Regions from separate parts of the Mus musculus genome. Here regions 2, 3, 4 and 5 are each linked to region 1. A link is a contact called in public Hi-C and promoter capture Hi-C data. All regions are on one chromosome and are shown on one strand. Each heading gives the region's core, a stretch centred on a gene start, on an enhancer-like site or on the middle of the called end of the contact. The rest is flanking DNA. Distances are from core to core; before and after follow the strand shown.

Region 1 (3,777 bases), core at 665-3,164:
TTTATTTATTTATTTATTTATTTATTTATGTGTGTGTGTGTGTGTGTGTGTATGTGAGAGAGAGAGAGAGAGAGAGAGAGAGAGACATATGCTAGTGCTGCATACGACATATGTGTGGAGATCAGAGGATAACTTTGAGGAGTCTCTCCTTCCCGTCCACTGTGGGTTCTAGGGACAGAACTCGCCTAGGCTCTAGGGTGGTTGAGGCCTCTGCTGTAAGCACCTTCACCTGCTGATCCATCTTGCTGGCCTAGAACTGATTTGTGTATACTGATTCTGTGTGCTATGTCAAGATCCAAAGTGCCTAATTTTAGAAGTACAGGCTAACAGATGAAAGTCATTTTTATTCATTTTGGTGTTTATGGGTATTTTGCTTGAATGTATGTCTGTGCTCCACATCCATGCCTGTTGCCCATGGAGACCAGAAAAGGGTATCAGGGCTCCTGGAACTGGAGTTATGAATAGTTTTGAGCTGCCATGTTGGTGATAGGAGTTGAACCAGGGTCCTCTGGAAAAGCAACCAGTGATCTTAACCTCTGAACTGTCGTTCCAGCCCTCAGAAATAATTCTTTAGACAGAAGTGTAATTTGGGGCAACAGAACAGGAGAAGGGAGATTTTGGAGGATGCTCTCGGTGAGCCTGGAAATCATAAAGAGCAGGTGACAGTGGACGCGAGACGATCACATTACTTCCCTTACACGCTTCCTCCAAAGATTAAGAGAATGATGATTATAAAATTCTGCCCATTGTTTGTCACAAACTGTATGGCCAATAAAAGTCAGTCCTCCAAATGCTGGAGGAAGTGCTACAGATAGATGCATATTTGTGAATCATTGATGTATACGGTCATAGTAAAATAGCCTTTTTTTTTTTAAAAAGGGGGTAAAATATGAGGATGGGACTCTTTTTTGTATTTTTTGGAAGCCTGGAGATTATACCAGGGAGGGCCTCATGCAAACTAACTAAGCAAGAGCTCTACTACTGAGCTGCATCCCCAGCTCAAGACCCTTAGGGGTGTAGAAGTGGGCGGAGATGTGGAGAAATGGAGTTGTTTTTTATCTGAATGTGTATTCAGATAAAGGGGAGACCAGTGTCAGAGGTGACTGTCATCCCTCGTATCCTCTGAGGAGATTCTAGGGATGTGAGGTTTTCCGTGCTAAACCTGGGAAAGTCCTAAGCAAACTGGACAGAGTTGGTCACCATACCAGAATAGGTGAAGGGGGGTGGGGGGAGTTAGAGAGGAGGGGGGTTTGGGTGGGATGGAGGATAATAAATACTCAGATCTTTCTTTCCCTGTGCCAGCTGGTCTCTTTATAATAACTTTGTAAGGAGTTTTAACACTGGCTTGACCATTCAGAAGACAAAAGACAAGTCAGCTGGGACAATACAGTCCAGAAAGGACATTCTTGCCTGCCTATAGAACATGGGGAAGAAAGGACAGAGAATCGACCCGAAGAGGTAAAAACATTAACTCTGCAGGTTAGGATTGCTCCAGGGATGAACTGATGGAGAAAGCCTCCACTGGGGTCTAAGGTTCCCTCAGCAAAAAATTCAGGTGTGGGACACTCCCAGAATCCTGGGAACTTCTTCCCAGTTCACTTCCTGCATTGAAATTTCTCTCCTCTAATTGCATACGGTACGACCCATCGAACGAAGACATAGGTCAAAAGTCCAAGAACATCATTCGCAAGATACCTTCTTTCTAAGCCATAGCGCGGGATCTCTTCGCTCCCCGAGAACCCCCAGACACCCCAAAGCCACTCCTAGATCTGTTTGACAAGAGCAGCCGCAACCCGCCAAACCAACGCAAATTACATTTGCCGGGCAGGCAGGAGGCGCCTCCTGATTGGCAGGGCGATAGGGGTGGGGCCTCGGAGGGAAACCCTCCCTCGGATTGGTGCAAACCCTCAAGGTTGAGCGTTGTACCGCGTCTGGGCGCGAAAGCTCGAACTTCGCTGCCGAGCTGGAGACGGCGGGAGCTGTCGCCGTCAAGTTGAGGTTACTGCAGACACGTTCTCCTGGAGCTGTGCGGAAGGGAGGCCGGAATCATGACCGGCGAGGTGGGTTCTGAGGTGAGTTTAGGCTCTGGTCCGGGCTGTGGAGGCCTTTCGCTGAGGGCCGAGTGGGACAGTCAACCCAGCAGGGCCAGAGCGCCGAGCCGGGAGGACTACAATTCCCGGCGTGCACCGCTCCGAGACCACTGGACTGAGTCTGGGGGCCTCTGGAGGGTCTCCATCTGGCTTCCCGCGCTCAGTCCCCACAGCTTCTGGTTCGGCGGCGCGCGCTGTTGTCCGCCCAGCCGGGTCCTCAGCTTGTCACTGCAGCCCGCCTTGCTCTTTGGCGCGTTTCCTGCCGCGCAAGCTCCCTTTACAGCATCCCCACAAAAAAAAAAAAAAAAAAAAAAAAAAAAAAGGCCTTGGCCAGCCTGGCCTGGAAGTTGTGGGGTGGGAGTCTCTGTAAGCACAGGGTGAGGGGTATAAGCAGTTGGAACTCTGGTTCTGGAAGGAACTTGTAAGGGTGTCGCGCGTGGGCCCACAGTCTTTGCCTACAGTGGCCTGGCTCACAGCGTCCTTCCAGTAGCTGGTGACTCACTAGTGGAATTTGGCCATAGAAAACCTTTTCCGTGATCTGTGTTCTTTTCTGGAGCCAGGACTAGGGCCAAATAGTTGCCTTAAGAACAGATTTAATGGGGGTACCAGAAAAACCTAATCACCAAAGGAAAGCCTTTTTGTTGTTGTTGTTGTTGTTGTTGTTTTTTTTTTTTTTTTTTTTTTGAGACAGGGTTTCTCTGTGTAGCCCTGGCCGCCCTGGAACTCACTCTGTAGACCAGGCTGGTCTCGAACTCAGAAATCCTCCTGCCTCTGCCGAGTGCTGGGATTAAAGGCGTGCGCCCCCACGCCTGGCTATGAAAGCCTTATTTTGACATGAAGTTTTCACGATTAGATATTGAACAAAATAACAGACTTTAATCAAGATCTCGTTGTGCACCAACCTGTCTTTTTGCCTCACTAGGATTTTTTTAAAAAGCCTTAATTTAAATAACATTATTTTCAAAAGGTGGCTGACTTCATAAGCCACACTTTTGCTGACTCTTACTAGAAAGAGAGAAAGAAAGAAAGAAAGAAAGAAAGAAAACAAACATAAAAGTAGGAGACAAAGACAGGGAGGCAAAGTTAGAAGAATGGTATGTGAGCACAATTATGACATGAGTGAGTGTGTGTGTGTGTGTGTGTGACTATCACAGTGGGATCTGAAGGATGGCTCATAAATAAAGACATTTGTTTTGAAGCCTGACAGCGTGACTTCTATCCCCAGGACTCACCTAGTAGAAGAGATTAGATTTTTGCAAGTTGTCCTCTGTCTTCCTTCGGTGCTCTATAGCACACCACTCCCTCTCTAAATGTGCCTACACACACATGCAAAATAATGAAAAGGGGGGCTAGAGTGGTGGCTCATCTGGTAAGAGCACTTGCTGCTCCTCCAGAGGACCTGGATTTGGTTCCTGTCACCCACAACCATCTGTAATTCCAGTTCCAGAGAATCCAGTGTCCTCTTCTGACTTTCATGAGTATCAGGTTTGCACTCAGTGCCCTTACATACATACAGGGAAAATACTCCTACACATAAACAAAGTAAATCTTTTTAAAAAAAAATTTAAAAGGGACTGGAGAGATGGCTCAGTGGTTAAGAGCCCTTGCTGTTCTTGCAGAGAATCCTAGTTCAATTCCCAGTGTCCACATCATGACTGTAACTACGGCTCTAGGGTGTCTCATGAAC
Region 2 (3,767 bases), core at 373-2,872, 520 kb after region 1:
AAAAAAAAAAACCAAACCTCATCAATCATACAGAGAAGATATTTTTAAAACATGAATTTAGTAACATTATACACACACACACACACACACACACACACACACATATATATATATATACTTGGTTTTTCAAGGCAGGGTTTCTCTGTGTAGCCCTGGCTGACCTGGAACTCATTCTGTAGACCAGGCTGGCCTCGAACTCAGAAATTTGCCTGCCTCTGCCTCCCAAGTGCTGGGATTAAAGGCTTGCACCACCATGCCCGGCAATAACGCTTTGATATTTAGTCCATTTTCTTCAGGGATATGGGACATGAGATGACACCCATGCTGCAGAAGATAAGCCCATGCACATGCAGACATCACTAAGTGGACCAAGTGGGTTTGAAAAGGCAGAGTGAATGGCAGGGGACAGGGGAAGGGATTTGATCAAAGCACATATGCATGCATAAAATTATCAAATAATAGAAAACAAAAACATACATTTTAAATAGAAACTATGTGTACTGTCTCTAATATTTGATTATAATTTATAATACCATGTATGGGTAGATTTCCTCTGGTGTTTTCACACAATTTTGTTTTGGTTGACCCTTCTCCTCAAATCAGAATCCTCCTGTTCCCATGCCCTTTAGTATCTTTCGTGCTCAGCCTTCTCTCATTTTAGATCTTTGCCCCTTAAGTGCTGGAGTCCAGCTCCAGTGGGGTTCAGGTTCACATGTGATGATTAATCTTATTAAATTGATGGGATTTAGAATCAACTTGGGGACAGGTATCTGAGTTTGTCTGTGAGGGATTTTCTTGGTTTATTGAGCTATGAGACTTTGTCCTGACTATAGGCCAAAAAAGAGAAAGATGGTTGAGCGCTAGTCATCTTTCTCCTATGTTCCTCAACTGTGATGCACATTAAAAAATGGAGAAGGGCATATACAGCTCCATCTAACACTTCTGAGCTTTGACATTCCTCCATTTCTCCTTCCAGCTTTTTCTTTTCTTTTTTTAAAGATTTTATTTATTTTATGTATATGAGTACACTGTAGCTGTCTTTAGACACACCAGATGAGGGTATTGGATTCCATTACAGATGGTTGTGAGCCACCATGTGGTTGCTGGGAATTGAACTCAGGACCTCTGGAAGAGCAGTCAGTGCTCTTAACCACTGGGCCAACTCTACAGCCCTCCAGTTTTTTTTTTCCACAGCCCTGTCTCTTTAAGAAGTCAATCATATCGGAAGTGAGAATGCTGGGACGGCTAGGTCTAGGGCATGATGGGAATAGAGGGCGGGAATGAAGGCCGGGAACGTCCAATTACCTCAGGTCTAGCGCATAAATAGGAGTGCGCACGCGCAGTTGTCAAGGCGTTGCGTTGCCATTCCTCAGGCGATTCCAGTAAAGTAATTTGTCATGGTCCCCACCTGAGACCTTGAATGCTTTTGTGCATTCTCCGACTGGCGTCTCATTGGAGGCGGGTGTCCTACCGGGCTAGAGAAAGCCGCTCAGGCCTGTGGGCTTGTGAGGGGGCAACGTACCACGTGCCCAAACGGGGCGTGGCCCTCCACGTGACTAGGCGCCGCAGGAAGTTCTGGGTAACCTCACGTGACAGGACCGTCCCCTTCTGGCGGGGGCGGAGTGGCAGCTCATCACGTGACCGGCGGCGGGCTGCGCCGCGGTGGTGCCGTAGCATCCTCAGGCTCGCTGCAGTTGGCGGCTCGCGCGCTCCGTTGGAGACTGAGTTCCTCCTCTGGCCTTTGGGGGACAGGCTGGGGAATTCTGGTTGCGAACGGGAACGCCGGAGAGCTTGCGACATTCAGAGGAGGGATACGCGCCTGTAGAGTGTTACAACTGTGGCAAGTGGTGGAAAGTTCTCGACCCGGCTTCGCAACAGGGTTTTAAAAAACCTGTTGTTTCTATGGCTGGCTGGAATTGATGACAGGCCTTTTGCGAGGGTTTCCTTTATAGCTTGGCTTACATTTGTACTACCGTTTGGGAATCTGAAGAGAGCCCAGACAGGGGTTTCTAGCAGCCATTCTCAACCCTCACAGGGTCGCATATCAAATATTTACATTACAATTCGCAATTAGCAAAATTACAGTTATGACGGAGCCACGAAATAATTTTATAGTTGGGGGTCGCCACATTAACCGAGTTTATGAATGTTGAGAATCACTGGTTTATAGGAAGACGTTAGGGGGAGTTGCCTCCAGAATGACCAGTTGGCCCACCTCTAAATGGGAACCTAGCGTTCTAGTTGTGATGACGTCTGAGGCTCTGAAGTGGCTTTAGGATGAGAAATCGGTTCTTATTGTTAGTGCAGGCTGAGGTAGAGGCAAAGGTGAGGCCTCACTTGGAGCAGACATGAGTCACATGTCAGTGTCCACACAATCAGAAATTAAGTACTGAGTCCAGCTGTCCACTTGCTAGGGTCCTCCTGTGGCGTGTTCAGCCAGTCTGTATCGCAACAACCTCCAATATAGTGAAGACCATAGTGCTTGTCTAAGACTTTTCTCATTGGAAGGTAGCTAATCCAGGAGCAAAAAGAACAGTTAGTCCTAGTCCCAGAAGGGTGTTGCTCAAATGCTCGATCCTGAAGCTATTAACATGTTAGTATGAAGGAAAACAAAACCCAAGTACCAATCCTTTATATTATGTTTTAGGCGTCATCTTAGTTTTAGATGGGATAAGAACTCGGCATAAGCACTTAGAATGAAAGAACCTTTGGATGGTGGATGTGACAAAGCAATGGCACAACAAGGGCTTCTGGACAGAATTAAAGAAGAACCTGATGATGCTCATGTAAGCATTTTCTTTTGACTTTCAAAATACTAAAAATTATTAGCGTTAGAATTGGTATTATTCCGGAGAATTGGAAATGAATGGTACTCAATGGTTGCTGGTTTATACGTTGATACAACCCAACTGATTAATTTTTTTCATGCGTTAGGTGAGTCCTATGGAGGCTGGGGGATATACGATTAAGTAGTAGAGTATATTCCCAGTGCTGTGAGTGCGCAATTGTCAGTGCTAGTCCAAAATGAATGGAGCCTCCAAACTTTATTCATTGGAAACTTACTCCTGCTTCAGCGTGATTGCTGGAGGGTGACCCTGAGAGGTAAAGATCCAAGTACAGGCTCTGTCATTACCAGGAGTGGCTTGGTTTTAAAAGCCAGTTGGGCATTTTGCTTGCTGTCTTGTTCTTTCTTGGGCACTCTCCTACCCTTTGCTACATTGTAATGTGACTAGAAGACTTGACTAAATGCAGCCCCCTTGTCTTGGAATTCACAACCTCCAGAGCTATGAGAAAATTTCCTTTCCTTCTAAATGACCCTGCTGCGTGGTTTTCTCTTAAAGCAAGATGAAAAGGGCTTAGACAGTGCGTTAATCAGGTTTTTAGTGCTTTAGATGAGAAAAGGTCATGGTAAGTGTGATATTTGTTTTTGTTAAAGAAACAAATATAGTGGCTGGAGAGATGGCTCAGTGGTTAAGAGCACTGGCTTCTCTTCCAGAGGTCCTGAGTTCAATCCTCTACAGTAAATCGACATGGTGGATGACAACCATCTTTAATGGGATCTGAAGCCCTCTTCTGGTGTGTCTGAAGTGAGCAGCACTGTACTCAAGTACATAAATAAGTCTTTAAAAAATATAGAAATGGTAATGATGATTAGGGACACTAATAGATGGTGTAATGTGTAATATGTATCGTATAGTAGAATGTGGCATTAATGTGATTATTAATATCATTGCATGCCTGAGAGTGTGCCATTATCTCGCTCACAT
Region 3 (4,116 bases), core at 1,132-3,631, 570 kb after region 1:
TTGAAGCGTGCACAGGAGAATGATTACGGCATGTTCCCTCTGTTTTCTGAGTTCTTGGACTCATCAGATGTAAGTGTGAAAAACATTGCTAGCATCATTTTTGAGCACCTGGAAGGACTTTCTCAGATATTCCATGCCTGTTACCCACCAGAAGAGGACTTGCGTTCCGGAAACCTGTGGCTCACAGATCCTTTTGCCACTTACCACAGTAACAATCTCACTGACTCCGAGGAAGAGAAACTCGCCGTGTTATCTGCCGATACGGGATTTCAGTCAGTTCACAAGTCAATGTCTGTCACACAGTTTTGGGTCAATGCAAAGACAAGTTATCCCAAGCTCCATGAAAAGGCATTGAAGCTGCTGCTGCCCTTCTCAAGCACCTGTCTGTGCGATGCCACCTTTTCAGCCTTGACTGCATCCAAACAGAGAGACCTTCGGACTTGCGGTCCCACCCTAAGACTGGCAGTCACATCATTAGTTCCAAGGATAGAAAAGTTAGCAAAGGAGAAAGAGTAGTATCCGTATTGCTTATCATCAGAGTGTATAATTTTGTGTTAAATTTTGTATAAGTATCCTAAAATACAATTTGCTAATGTATCTGTATTTTCAGTGATTAAATGTTTTAATATTTTTCCTTTGTTGTACAGGGATTTAAGAATTGTGGAACTGAGCATAATTATATGTAATTTTAATAACACAAGGGAGAAAATGTAGCCTTTATGTTGGTGATTGTTCTTGAAGTTTCAAGAGGAAATGTCTTGTTTACGGAGTTCCCCAAGAGACCAGGCCAACCCACTTGTCCCAGTACACCAGTTAGAGGTGAGCAGTGAAGGGCAGAGCAAGACTGGGCTGGGAAGAACAAATTGTGATTCATTGACCCCACCCACCTCAGCAGTTTTTGTTTTGTTTTGTTTGAGACAGGGCCTCTCTGTATAGCCCTAGCTATCCTGGAACTCATGTCAACCAGGCTAGCTTAGAACTCAGAGATCTGACTACCTCTGCTTCCTGACTGCTGGGACACAATGCCACCTTAGTTTGAAGGACTAACTGGGACTCTGAAATATCACAGGAAAAGGGAACAGTGGAGGGTTGGGCGCCTGACAGTCGGACTTCTTGGTAAGGACAGTCGTCTGATTGATGGTTCTTTCAGTTCTAGTTTTGCAAATGGTTCCCACTTTAGGGAGCAGTTTGGTTTTAGCCTCATCACTGTGGCATTTGCCCCATTTAAGGCCTGGTCTGCTCTGCCAGACTCGCTGCTGCTTGGAGCTGGCTTTGCTTCTTCACTGTCATTATGCTTTTGGGTGAGTTTTGTCTTTCCAAGGTTATCTATCACAGGAGAAAGTGACTCAGGGGAAAAAAAGTGACAAAACAGAGTTAAGTTAGGCCAGCAACCAGTACCTTCCTGCATGACCAAGTAGGCATGTGCACTTTAAAAACATGAGCAGTTTTAGTCACCAGCCATATCGCCAGCCCTCCGAGAGTTATGTAGATGGAAGCAGATCCAAGTACGTGGCCAGTAAGCATGAACAGTGGGAGGGTTTGAGACCATAGGGCTTCTTTTGGACCCATAGACCAGGGCTTGGGAATTATTTTATTTTATTTTATTTTGAGACTGGCCTTTGCGATATAGTCCTCACTAGCCTAGTTCTTGCTGTGAAGTTCATTCAACTCTGGGCAGTCCTCAGGCCTTATCCTCACTAGTTGGGGAATTACAGGCACATCATGCGTGGCAGTAGCCAGCTTTCATGAAAGGTCAGATAGTATTCAGTGGCTCAGCCATAGATGGTATACAAATGGATGCAGGTCAACACTTTCACCCTTGTACCCCGAGGTGTTAGTTTTATATAATTTTCAATTGTTGTGAAAATTCCTTGAACATTGCTTAATCATTTCTAGAATGTTATTATTTTCCTTATGGGTGTGTGTTAAAAAACTCGACAACCGGAAAAAATTGGTCCTCTGTTTGCCAGTGCAACCAAGTAAGGGATTCTTTAAATATCTTTCTCATTTTTCTTTTGGTTGAGCAATGGGAGGGGCAGGTATTTTAGGCATAGGTGGACCAGAAAAACTTACAGTTACTGCTTTATTGCTCATTAATTGTAGGGTTCACTGATTTTCTAGTAACTTTCTGAAGGCCATTGTGCAACTTCCATACAGCTGCAGACCCAGAGACACTCAGGGAGTTGGGTGGTGTCAGATTCCTCTAGCACGGGTGGGTTTGAAGGCCAGATCGCGTGGACACACACCCGATACTCCGCACCCTCCACAATGAGTACAGCCTGTAAGGAAAGGCCTCAGTGGGCGGGTCTTAGCGGAGGTGGCCATCAGTGGGCGGGGCTGAAAGTTGGGCGTAACCGGGTGGGCGGGCCGGACCGACTGTAGTCTTCCGGTAGGGAGGAAGAGTCGTCCAGGAAGGCGGGCGCTGCTATGTCGTTCAGGGTAGGCGTGTTGCGGGTTCTGCTTGGCGTCTTCTTCGCGCTCACCGGGGCTGCCAAGCTCTTTCAGGTCTCGGCCCCCGTGTCACAACAGATGGTGAGCGGCACCCGGGGAAGGACAGTGTGTGCTCGGTTCCCGGGGGCTTCATGCCTTCGGGCTCGAGGCCGCCTGGGCCTTTCCTCCTATTTTCTACACCTTCTCCAGGTGGGAGGGCACGGGACTTAACTGCTGGCTGAGCATGTTGTCCCCAGGCCGATTTAGAGTTGGAGAAGTGATGGGACTCAGGAGGTCCAGGAAGACAAAGTGAAAAAGTGACCTAGCACCCCTCTCCACCCCACATCCACCAACCCATTGTTCCAGGTTGGGGAGGCAGAATTTTACTTTATTTGGTTTTTGTTTGTTTGTTTGAGCTGGTCTTCTGAATGTGTCCCTCTGGCTGGCTGGCCCGGAGCTCACTCAGTGTAGTGGCTGGCCTCGAACTTGCAGAGATCCACCTACCCCAACCTCCAGACTACTGGGATTAACGGCTTACCTACCTTAGAAATCTTTTTTAAGCTTGAAACTAGTCATGATGGTAAAATGTAATTTACCAAAACATTACACAGCTATTCAAGCAAGGCTCAAAGTAGACCAATCTAACTAGACTCCTCAGTGTCCCACGCAGCCTGGGACAGAAGCATAGAAGTCACTGACTGTAGTTCCTTATCCCGAGAGGGTCTACCAGCAGTTTCCAGACCCTCAGAGAAGCCAGGCTCTGTGGAAGACCCCTGTTGCCACCTCCCAAGCCTGGGTACTACTACGATTTTCTTCTCCTTTTCCTCCTCCTCCTCTCCTCCCTTCCTCCTTTTTTCTTCTTCCTTTCCTCTTTCTTCTTCCCCTCCTCTCCTCCCCTCCTCCTCCTCTTTTCTTCTTTCTTCTTCCCTAAGATGGTGGGTTCTTTAGGATAGATATGGTAAAAGCCAAACAGCTTAAACTCTCTGCAGGTGTGTCTCATGTGCGGCCCTTGGACCACATACACTCCAGGATAGCTGTCACTGTAGCCCAGCATAAAAGTGTAAATTTAAAATCCGTGCTTTTTTTCCCCCTTTCAATTCAGCTGTGGGGTTCTGGAGCAGCTCTGTAGGTGACAGTATGGAGCTCCCTCCTTGGAAGCCAGAGTAGGACAGGCAGGGCTGCTGTTGGACCACAGGAAACAGTCCTGAGGGTGGAGCAGGCCCAGGGAAGGGTCTGAGTAGGGTGTGTTACACCCCCTCAGCTGTTCCTTGTGTCTGCCACAGTAGAATCAGGACCTGCATAGAAGATGGAAAGTGTCAGTCATTCTCTAAGGAGTCTATCCATCCCACCTGCAGATATTCAGAGAGAAGAGAAACTAGACCTGGCACAAAGAGAATCTGTAGCCCTTCCTAGGCCCTGGCCCTAGATGGGAAAGCCAAGCCCTGCTCCCTTCTTCTGGGATTTGAGCTGGGTTATCATCTATGGAGAGGTCTGGTTAGGACATAAAACCGACTACACCTGAAGCCCTTTTTCACACGGGCACGTCTGTTCCTAATTCCAAAAGCCAGCCCTATAGGTCAAGGTCAGCCCCTCCTTACCGGGCTCTTAAACTACTTGTAGCAGTTTTGTTAAGGGAGCCGGTTATAGGCAGAGGAGGTCTCGGTGGTGCCTTCAGGCACTGCATTT
Region 4 (4,148 bases), core at 362-2,861, 770 kb after region 1:
TCTGTTCCTGTTTCCCTTGGTTTTAGTAGCCCTCAAACTCAATTTGCAATTTAAACCTTGGTCTTTTGTTTGTTTGTTTTTGTTCCCATTTATCATCTGCCTGTCCAATTAACATGCCTACTTGACTGGCTGGCTGCTTCAAGTTTGGTATCACTCAGTGTTCATTCAGTAGGCACTGGATTTGCACACTCAATTCAGAGCTTGAGAGTGGAGTTCTCAGAGAGGCTGTGGGAGGGCTGGGCAGAACGGCAGAGGACCAACCGAGCCAGGAATTAGATGGCAGTATTGCTGCCCTCCACAGGGTCTGTCTTTTGAGAATCTCAGTTCTCGACTAGATGGGGGTATCTGGGAAGCCCTAGAGCGTGAAGACCCTTATGGGTTTGGTCCTGGCACTTACTTTTAAACCTTCCAGGGAGGGCCAAAGATTAGCACCTGGATTCTGACCCCCCAGGAAATGCCAGGACTGCGTTTACTAGCTGGGAGAAATCCAAGAGAATTCTGTAATGTCGCTAACCCTGTTCCTTATCTCTTATCTTGGATTACTGCAAGAATCTTCGACTGTTCCCTCCCCAGCCGGCTCTTCCTGGGAGTGCTCAAGGAGAGTGAAGGGGAGGAGGAGTTCCTTCCACCCGGTACCCCCTAAGGATGCCACGTCTGGGGCTCCCCATTTTGGTGCAGGCTACCTAGTCCCTTCTAAGACACACCCCGAGACAGACTCACCTGAAAAGAATTTCTCGCCTAGCCCGTGCTGAGGACTGGCAGAGCCGGTTCTGGATCCCCTGTTGCCCCCCAACTCCCGTTTCCAGCTACTAGAACGATTATTACTATTTTTTTAATCCAGTTTTTATCCAGCTGCGGGACCCAACCGCTCCATCTCTTTCTACCCCGCAGCACTGTGGCTGGCCCCAAAGGTATAGCTCCCCTCTTGGGCCCCGGGCCCCGTTTCCTTCCTTTCTAGACAGTTTGGGAGCTTTGTGAACCTGTGACTCGCGCGCGCGCGCGCGCGCGTGCGGGTGTGTATGTCCCCTTCTGTGAACCTTCCAGTGTCCGGAACCGCCACCTGCTCCAGAATGCTGGTGTATGTATGAGTGTGTGGGGTGGAAGTGGGAGTGGGGGCGGGGAGCAGAGCTTTGGGTTAGGGTGCTCCTTCCCTGCGCTTCTGCAGCATTAAATCTCCATGCTGGGCGCGTGGGCAGGCCCCAGTCCAGCCCCCCAGGGGATCCCCATAGAGAGGGGTTCTCAGCTGCCTTGGATTGTCGCCCCTTCCCGGTACTTACAGTCAGCGGCGCCGCCACCGTGGGAGCCTGGCTCCACGTGCCCAAGACCCACAGCAGAGGAGGAACGAGGCGGGAGCCAAGCCGAGCTCTGTGGCCTCGGTGAGGCTCCTGGCCAGCACAGCCAGAGGCAGCGTGGAGGAGGGGCGGCCGGGGAGGAGCCCGGAGTCGCCTCAGGGATGCAAGTTCTAATCCAGGAGCAGCTGCGCTGACTAGGGAACAGCAGGCTCCTTTGCGGAGGCTCCGCGTGCTCGCCTGTGGAATGGGGGCATTGGTGGCCACTGGCAGGGCTGTTGCAAGGACTGCAATGACATTAGGGTGTGAAACACCTTGCAAACTGTTAAGTGCCGTGGCAGTAGGGATGGCAATAAATGACACGCCTACGCTGGTTACCACGGATACCCCGTCTGCGCCCTGCCCATTTGGATCCCAGCCTGCTGCAAAGTTTCAAAGTTTTCGTACGCTCTTGGGGGCCCCCCTCCCGCCCTGTTTGCATCCCTGATGGCATTTTCCAGGGAGGCAGTGTATCTTTGAGACAGTCTTTCGGGGCTCACACTGTGCTGGCCACCGGAAGGGACACAACCAGGAAAAGAAATCTCAGGGGCAAGGATGGTGTTTGGAGAGATTTTAGATGACCCAGTCTGCCCAAAGGAGTGTGAAGCAGGGTGGGAGGCCCAGCTTGTGAAGGGTGGGAGACCTGCGCTTGAGGGGCTCTGGAGACTAAGATGTTCAGTCTTATTCGTGGGCCAGGACTGAGATCCTAAAAGCCCTATCGCCCCAGGAACGGAAATCCAGGGTTTCCCTGGGATCCCCAGATCTTACTCACAACCTTGCCCGAGGCTTCACTGTCTAGACAGAGATGACTGATGCCCGACCCTGGTAACCATTCATTCCACTTGCTGGGACGATATCCATTGATGCGGGCTTCTGATCTACAAAAGGCAGCCTACATTAGGAGGCTCTGTTACTGTCTCCTACTACCCAGAAGGATTCCCGTTCGCCTGAGCGGAGCGCCTGAGACAAGGTTGCTTCTCTTAGGAGCTGCATATCATTCATACAGCACGCAAAGGAAAGATCTCTGATCTACATTGAAAAGAGAAAAGGAGAGGCCCCGAGATAAACCCAGGGACACATAGAAGTAACAGAGCCAACTCCAGGGACCTCAGTGACGTTGGCATTGGCTACGGCAAAGCCCTGTGGCAGAGGCTACCTTGTGCTTGCTATGGGCAGAGCAATTATCAGCACTATGGCTGGGCAGTGCCAGTTTTGTTGTTGTTGTTTTTTTTTTTTTTTTTTTTTTTTCTGGATGACTCTGCTAATGTGCCTGGGTGATGGGATTGGGGGACCCTGACCCTGCCACCTGCTGCTCATTCTCAATTATTTCCCTAGACTTCAGAGCAAAATGCCTGGTCCCATTTCCTCACCTCCCACTCATGCTTCAACCCACCAGAAGATTTCTGTCCCTGCTGTGCTACAAGAAAAGCCTTGTCAAGGTAACTCTGATCTCCACGATGCTAAATCCCACACAGTAATAAATCCGTGACCTCCTGAAACAGCTGTCACAGAGTCCCGCCTTTCTTCTTGAAGCACCTTCCACCCCCAGCTTCCTTGACACCCATCTCATTTCCTGGTCCCTGGGATACCTTCCATCAGGCCTGTACTGTGGGTGCTCTGGGCCAGGCCCAGCATCTCCTGTCCCAGGTGAGCTCACCCAATCCTAGGGCCCTACCACCCATTCACTGACATGCTCCTGTGTTCACGGCTGGCACTAACAAACACTAGATTGTGCAACCACGACTGCCCACATGTCCACCAGGCTAATAGGTTCTGGTTCTCCTTCCAGAATAACCTGTACATGTTCAAGTATGAGGAGACTTCCTATAACCCATGGAGGGTGCCGTGTGTGCTGCTGTGGGCTTTGTTCCTGCCGGGAGACGGAGTGCTCTCTTTTGCCGTTTTTAAAGAGGTGAATTGTGTTTATACTATAATATGTCCTAAGTCCATCTCACATTGACAGGAGCTAAGGCCGCTTCCAGTTCTTCCTTTGAGGGCTAGGCATATGTGGCTCAGTTGACAGAGCACTTACCAGTCCTTCCCACCCCCTCGTGCTTGCTCTCTCCCATTGTCCCCTCCCTCTTCTTTTCTTTCCCTTCCCACTTATCCTTTCTCCTTCCTCCTATTGCAACACATTTCCTTAAATAAATACTATTTGACCTATCTTATTTCTCTGTCTCTTTCTGTTTGTCTCTCTCTCTCTCTCTCTCTCTCTCTCTCTCCCCCTCTGTGTGTGTGTGTGTGTGTGTATACATTTGGGAAAATGCATGCTTGCTTGAATCAAGGTCAGAGGACAACCTTGAGTGGCAGGCCTCTTGTTTACTGCTTTGTGTACCAGGCTGGCTGGTCTGTGAGCTTTCAGGGAGTCTCCTGCCCACCTCCCTGCCCCCAGCAGCGGTGCTGGGATTACAGATGTGTGTTTGGTTTTGTGTGGGTCTGGAGGATCTGAACTTGGATCCTCATGCTCGCTCTACAAGTTCCTTCCATACTGAGCATGTCCTCAGCCTGAACTCATTGAAAATGGTGTCCACAGGAGCTGGTGGACTAAGGTGACGGCTGGTACTGTTTTGATAGATATTGCTAAGTCCCCCAAGGATGCATTAGTTGGCATTACCAGGACGCATTAGCCTGTGCTTTTCCCAGTCCTCACCAGAGCATTATCAAATGTCATGATTATTGCTACATTGTATTTCCATTTTGTTTCTCTTAAGAGATTCTAGTCTTTGAATGTGTGGAAGAGCTGTTTTGTTGTTAGCCCCCCCCCCCCACACACACACAAACTTTTCTTTGCCTTTGTCCATTTCCTACAGGTAACTGCCC
Region 5 (4,118 bases), core at 868-3,367, 710 kb after region 1:
TCTGGGAGTTCATTATCCCTGTGTTCTCTGGGGTGAAGGAACAGTCAGTCGACAGGCCTCAGGCACCGTCTCATCCTTCCCCTAGTTTTATCAGAACGTAGACGCCTTTCCGCTCGCTTTCAGCCTGGGACCACCAGCTTTCCCAGTCAGAGATGAGATGGTTTTGACCTTAGTTGTAGCCGGGCCCTGCAACCCTCTGTATACTCTGCTAGGTAGGGCATGAGCTGTGAAAACGGCTCAGGGGAACCAAATATCGCTTATATTATTTTTTCCAGAAATTTTATCTGTCTGGGTTGGTTCAGGCTCACATTCTAGTAAAGATGTTTGGCTCATGTGTTTTCCGGGAAGAGCTGAGGCCCCGTGGGGAAATGATGCAGATGCATGCTGGGAGTCTGCGTTCCTTGCCTTTCTTCCCTGTAGGTCTTCACTGTTTTACACACAGCCTTACTAGGTGACAGCAAAGTCATTTCAGGGGCTTTTTTGGATAGGGTATTCTCCTTCCTGGGCCACCCACTACCTTCTGTCTTTCTGTCCCCTGTCACCCACTACCTTCTGTCCTTCTGGAGAGGTTGAGGCAGAAGAATCCCAGAAAAGCAGAAAAGGAAAACTGTTCGCCTGGCTTCTTCAGGCTATGCTCTTCAAGTGTCTGGGCTGGACATTTCATATCTCTTTTGGTCATCTGGAGAGCCTTGCCTGGCCTTGACAAGGACACCGAGGCTAAGAGGCCGACTAATTCTCAAATAGCACAAGATGTCCCGCGGCGAAGCTGCCTGTCCCCTTCCAACTTTACTGTGCCCTTTGTCTCTCTTCGCCTTAGACAGCAGGAGGTGGAGGGTGAGAAGTTAGAGCCAGCCTGCTCCACTCTGCCTCCTTCCTGTCTCTAGAGACCTCTTTGTTCCCCTATTCCTGCACAGGCTCAAAGGGTTCTCAGGGTCCAGTGGCCTATAAGGACTGAATGGATTGTCACCTTTTGACCTGTCCCCTTTCCCATACCAATCCTCCCAAGCCCCGCAGCTACAATGGCTTAAGGCTGAGACAGGGCCTGCTTTGCTGAGAGTGGAAAACAGCTAGGCTCCCGGAAGGTTGGGAATAGCCATCGGTCTTCCTTTATGTCTAGAACATGGGTGGCGGTCCTAAGATCTGATAAGAGGAGTTTGATAAGAGAGGAGAGCTATAGCCTCCCCATCCTTTGTAGCTAAACCTACATCCCTGCACCAGGTAGAGTTGTGAGGCATGGGTTCTACTACTGGCCTCCAACTCCTGGCAATCCTCCAGCCGCCTCGGCCTCTTGTGTTCTGGGATGAAAGGCATGAACCACCATGCCTCCATACTTCACCAACCAACTGAGAGGCAAAGCCCTCTGCACAGTACCCAGCTTCACACACCATCCATCTCTCTTACTGCTCTTCTGTTAGTCGGTTCTTGGTCTTTTGCCTTTTGCCTCTGCTGGGAGGCTGAGTGCAGTGGGGATTAACAACCCTGGGAAAACCTTTCCCTAGCCTGCCTGGAGCAAGGAGATAAAGGAAGACTCCATGCTCTCTCAGTTTTTTGTCTTGCTTTTCACAACCTAGAGGAAACTGAAGGAATTGAAGGGTCTCCACTCTGAGAAGATAAGGTTGCATTGTGACTCCTTTGTGAGCCCAGGAAGGTTATCGTTCAGAGCAGAGTGACCAGCTCCGACCAGGAAATGTGTTTAGAGGGCCACGGAGGTACTCGAGGAGTCCTGAGACGCCTTTCCCAGCAGTAAAAGCCCCGAGATCCTGGAAAGACGGGGTGTGGCTGGTGAAACTGAGGAAGGCTGAGGTTGTGAGAATCTTTAAAAATAGGTCGTTTTGCTCTGACTGGACTTGGGCGGGGGTTGGCTGAAGGCAGAGGAGCTGACTGTCAGAGGCCAGGAGGAATTCACTCTCCAATCACAAGGCAAGTGAGACTGGTGTTGTCCTCAGAATACTGTAGGAGCCCGGAAGGGGTAATGGGGAGCCCAGCCTCTGCCCCTGCCCCCACCCCCACCCCGGGTTGCCTGACTGTATTTTCGGAGACAGAGCAGGAAGTGGGCCTTCACAATGTCAGGATACAGGAAGCTATCGGACTATTGAAGGCCACTTCCCGTGAGCTGGTCATTCACATACATTTGTCACCGGCTATCAGGCCTTTCGGGCCCTACCATTGTCTACGGGGGCTGCTCAAGCCTGGGGGCCGCCAGCAGAGGCCCTTGGACACAGAATACACTATTGTGCTAACTGGCAGCACCACACAGGGTGGGAAGGAAAGTGGTGGGTAAGAAAGGGGACGCCAGCTTTGCATTGTCATCTGTCGCACAATGGGGCAGGGGGCTGGGGTCCTTTCTTGTTCGTGGGAGAGTGAACTTCAGGAAGGAGGGATGGCCGCCCAGGAGTCTGACTTCAAGTTCAGTACCAGATGGCTGTAAAGGTGCCCCAGGACTTCCTTAGCCCTGGAGCCTTTCATTGGTGTAGATGGGGTTTCTAGCCCTCTGCCAGGGGCCATGTGATGTAAAACAGGCATGGTGTCTGGAGACCTGGATTTTTTTGGCCGTTCTCTATCACTGTCAATCATGTAACTTCCTCACCCTTGTCTTCTTCTCCGGGTCACTTCTGACCCCAGTGGTCCTCCAGTGAGCCAATCAGTGTGTGCAAACTGGTGTGTGTGGTAGTTTAATGTCAGCCAAGCTTCTCTCTGCCTTCCTTTACACCAAGACAACCAGATCGACTTTTATCATCTGTGCTAACATTCAGAGAAGCAGCAGATATTTTTTCTCTGGTCATGTGCCTTTTGCCTTATGTGTGCATCTGGGTTTATTTCGTTTCTAGAAGTTGTAACAGGACAGCCCCAGCCCAGGAGGAGATGAGCCTACAGAGCTCTGTGGCACCACCCCCCCCCCCCCATGGCTCTGTCCTGCTCAGCTCTGAAGCTGTCAGTGCCAAAAGAAAGCTGATTTCTGTCTCAGCTTCTGGGAAGCAGAAGGCTGTGCGCTTTGGAGTCAAACACTGTGGTCAAATCTTAGCTTTGGTATGAATAGCCGACTGGGTGAATTGTTGACTTTTTTGAGTCTCCGTCCCTTCACTTGTTGGTAGTGCCTTCAGATTTTGCTGTTTTGAGACAGAGTTGCATATTGTAGACTGCACTAGCCTGCAACTCAGGATGCAACCCAGACCAACCTGGAACTGGTGGCAATCCTCCTGTTGCATGCTGGGTTACAGCTGTGAGCCACCTTGAAGTCTAGCCCCTTTAAGTATTAATGATATTTTCTTTGCAAGCTTTCTGTGAAGTCACAATCAGGGAATATGTGTCCCATCACCTGGCTCTGTTCTCTATCCCTTCCCACACTCCTGCTATTCAGCCCCACTCTGAGCAGAGAACCATTGGATACTCGGGAGACCATCCAGCATACAGATGTTGTTAGGTTTGTGATGGCGTCCTAGTTAGGGTTACTATTGCTATGATGAAATGCTGTGCCCAAGAGCAACATGTGGAGGAAAGGGTTTATGTGGCTTACACGTCTATACTGTAGTCCATCACTGAAGGAAGTCAGGACAGAAACACAACCATGGCAGGAACCTGGAGGCAGGAGCTGATGCAGAGGCCATGGAGGGGTGCTGCTTACTGGCTTGCTCCCCATGGCTTGCTCAGCCTGCTTTCTTATAGAATCCAGGACTACTAGCCCAGGGATGGCCCCACCCACGATGGACTGGACCTTTCCCCATCAATCACTAATTAAGAAAAATGCCTTACAGGTCTGCCTACAACCCAATCTATGGAGGCAATTTTTAAATTGAGATTCCTTCCTCTCAGACTTTAGCTTTTGTCAAGGTGACATAAAACTATCCAGCACAGATAGGGTGGGGATTCAAGAGCACATTGAGACCAATTATTAGGGACTAAGGAGTTTTCTAGAAGAATTCTTAATGCTACAGCAGACAGAGGCAAGAGCTGGGCAGGGGCTTCAGTGAGAAATCAGATTCTAGTACCAGAAACAGAGCTCATGGAGGAGTCTCTGGGAGGAGTGAGAGCTCATGGAGGAGTCTCTGGGAGGAGTGAGAGCTCATGGAGGAGTCTCTGGGAGGAGTGAGAGCTCATGGAGGAGTCTCTGGGAGGAGTGA

The links. Promoter capture Hi-C pulls out the DNA fragments that hold promoters and counts their contacts. A called contact is a pair of places that touch in the nucleus more often than the background predicts.
Region 2: a promoter capture Hi-C map of neural stem cells shows a contact between it and region 1. The contact joins the promoter of Zmym6 here to the promoter of Clspn in region 1. A contact is called at or near these places in 8 of 39 promoter capture datasets (the HPC-7 cell line, HPC-7-derived erythroid cells, cranial neural crest and 6 more), 1 of 15 datasets of contacts at CTCF or cohesin (pro-B cells), 3 of 484 Hi-C or Micro-C datasets (CD4 T cells and cortical neurons), 5 of 115 datasets of contacts at active chromatin or transcription factors (astrocytes, embryonic stem cells, large pre-B cells and 2 more) and 3 of 9 other capture datasets (adipose tissue, liver and pancreatic islet).
Region 3: a Hi-C map of pre-B cells shows a contact between it and region 1, with 4 times the contacts expected there. The contact joins the promoter of Tmem35b here to the promoter of Clspn in region 1. A contact is called at or near these places in 6 of 39 promoter capture datasets (cranial neural crest, frontonasal cranial neural crest, hippocampal neurons and 3 more), 1 of 484 Hi-C or Micro-C datasets (pre-B cells) and 4 of 9 other capture datasets (adipose tissue, liver, macrophages and 1 more).
Region 4: a contact with region 1 is called in a promoter capture Hi-C map of 3T3-L1-derived adipocytes, with 6 times the contacts expected there. The contact joins the promoter of Gjb3 here to the promoter of Clspn in region 1. A contact is called at or near these places in 6 of 39 promoter capture datasets (3T3-L1-derived adipocytes, HPC-7-derived erythroid cells, hippocampal neurons and 3 more), 15 of 484 Hi-C or Micro-C datasets (the Ba/F3 cell line, CD4 T cells, CD8 T cells and 11 more), 7 of 115 datasets of contacts at active chromatin or transcription factors (T-cell acute lymphoblastic leukemia, craniofacial prominence, embryonic stem cells and 3 more) and 1 of 9 other capture datasets (adipose tissue).
Region 5: a contact with region 1 is called in a promoter capture Hi-C map of liver, with 3 times the contacts expected there. The contact joins the enhancer-like site here to the promoter of Clspn in region 1. A contact is called at or near these places in 3 of 39 promoter capture datasets (embryonic stem cells, liver and pre-B cells), 4 of 484 Hi-C or Micro-C datasets (the G1E-ER4 cell line, the THB-7 cell line, cortical neurons and 1 more) and 2 of 115 datasets of contacts at active chromatin or transcription factors (embryonic basal ganglia and embryonic stem cells).

Annotation. Positions count from the first base shown.
Region 1 is chr4:126,555,066-126,558,842 of GRCm38.p6, forward strand. It overlaps Clspn (claspin), which reads left to right and starts at 1,915. Exons shown (of 26, transcript NM_175554.4): 1 at 1,915-2,072. The coding sequence starts at 2,049.
Region 2 is chr4:127,075,761-127,079,527 of GRCm38.p6, forward strand. It overlaps Zmym6 (zinc finger, MYM-type 6), which reads left to right and starts at 1,623. Exons shown (of 14, transcript NM_001285885.1): 1 at 1,623-2,786. The coding sequence starts at 2,697.
Region 3 is chr4:127,123,662-127,127,777 of GRCm38.p6, forward strand. Tmem35b (transmembrane protein 35B) reads left to right here and starts at 2,382. Exons shown (of 3, transcript NM_001099319.2): 1 at 2,382-2,532. The coding sequence starts at 2,428. It overlaps Zmym6 (zinc finger, MYM-type 6), which reads left to right. Exons shown (of 14, transcript NM_001285885.1): 14 at 1-713. The coding sequence ends at 516.
Region 4 is chr4:127,329,225-127,333,372 of GRCm38.p6, forward strand. Gjb3 (gap junction protein, beta 3) reads right to left here and starts at 1,612. Exons shown (of 2, transcript NM_001160012.1): 1 at 1,278-1,612. Gm40251 (a long non-coding RNA gene) reads left to right here and starts at 139. Exons shown (of 4, transcript XR_868156.3): 1 at 139-911; 2 at 2,664-2,767; 3 at 3,118-3,240.
Region 5 is chr4:127,261,889-127,266,006 of GRCm38.p6, forward strand. No RefSeq gene overlaps it. Among named protein-coding and RNA genes, the nearest start is that of Smim12, 20 kb to the left of the region's middle. Within about 2 kb of position 2,118, at least 20 of the 459 cell types and tissues checked have an H3K27ac peak or open chromatin away from gene starts, as enhancers often do. A contact at or near this core is called in liver, where this site is marked.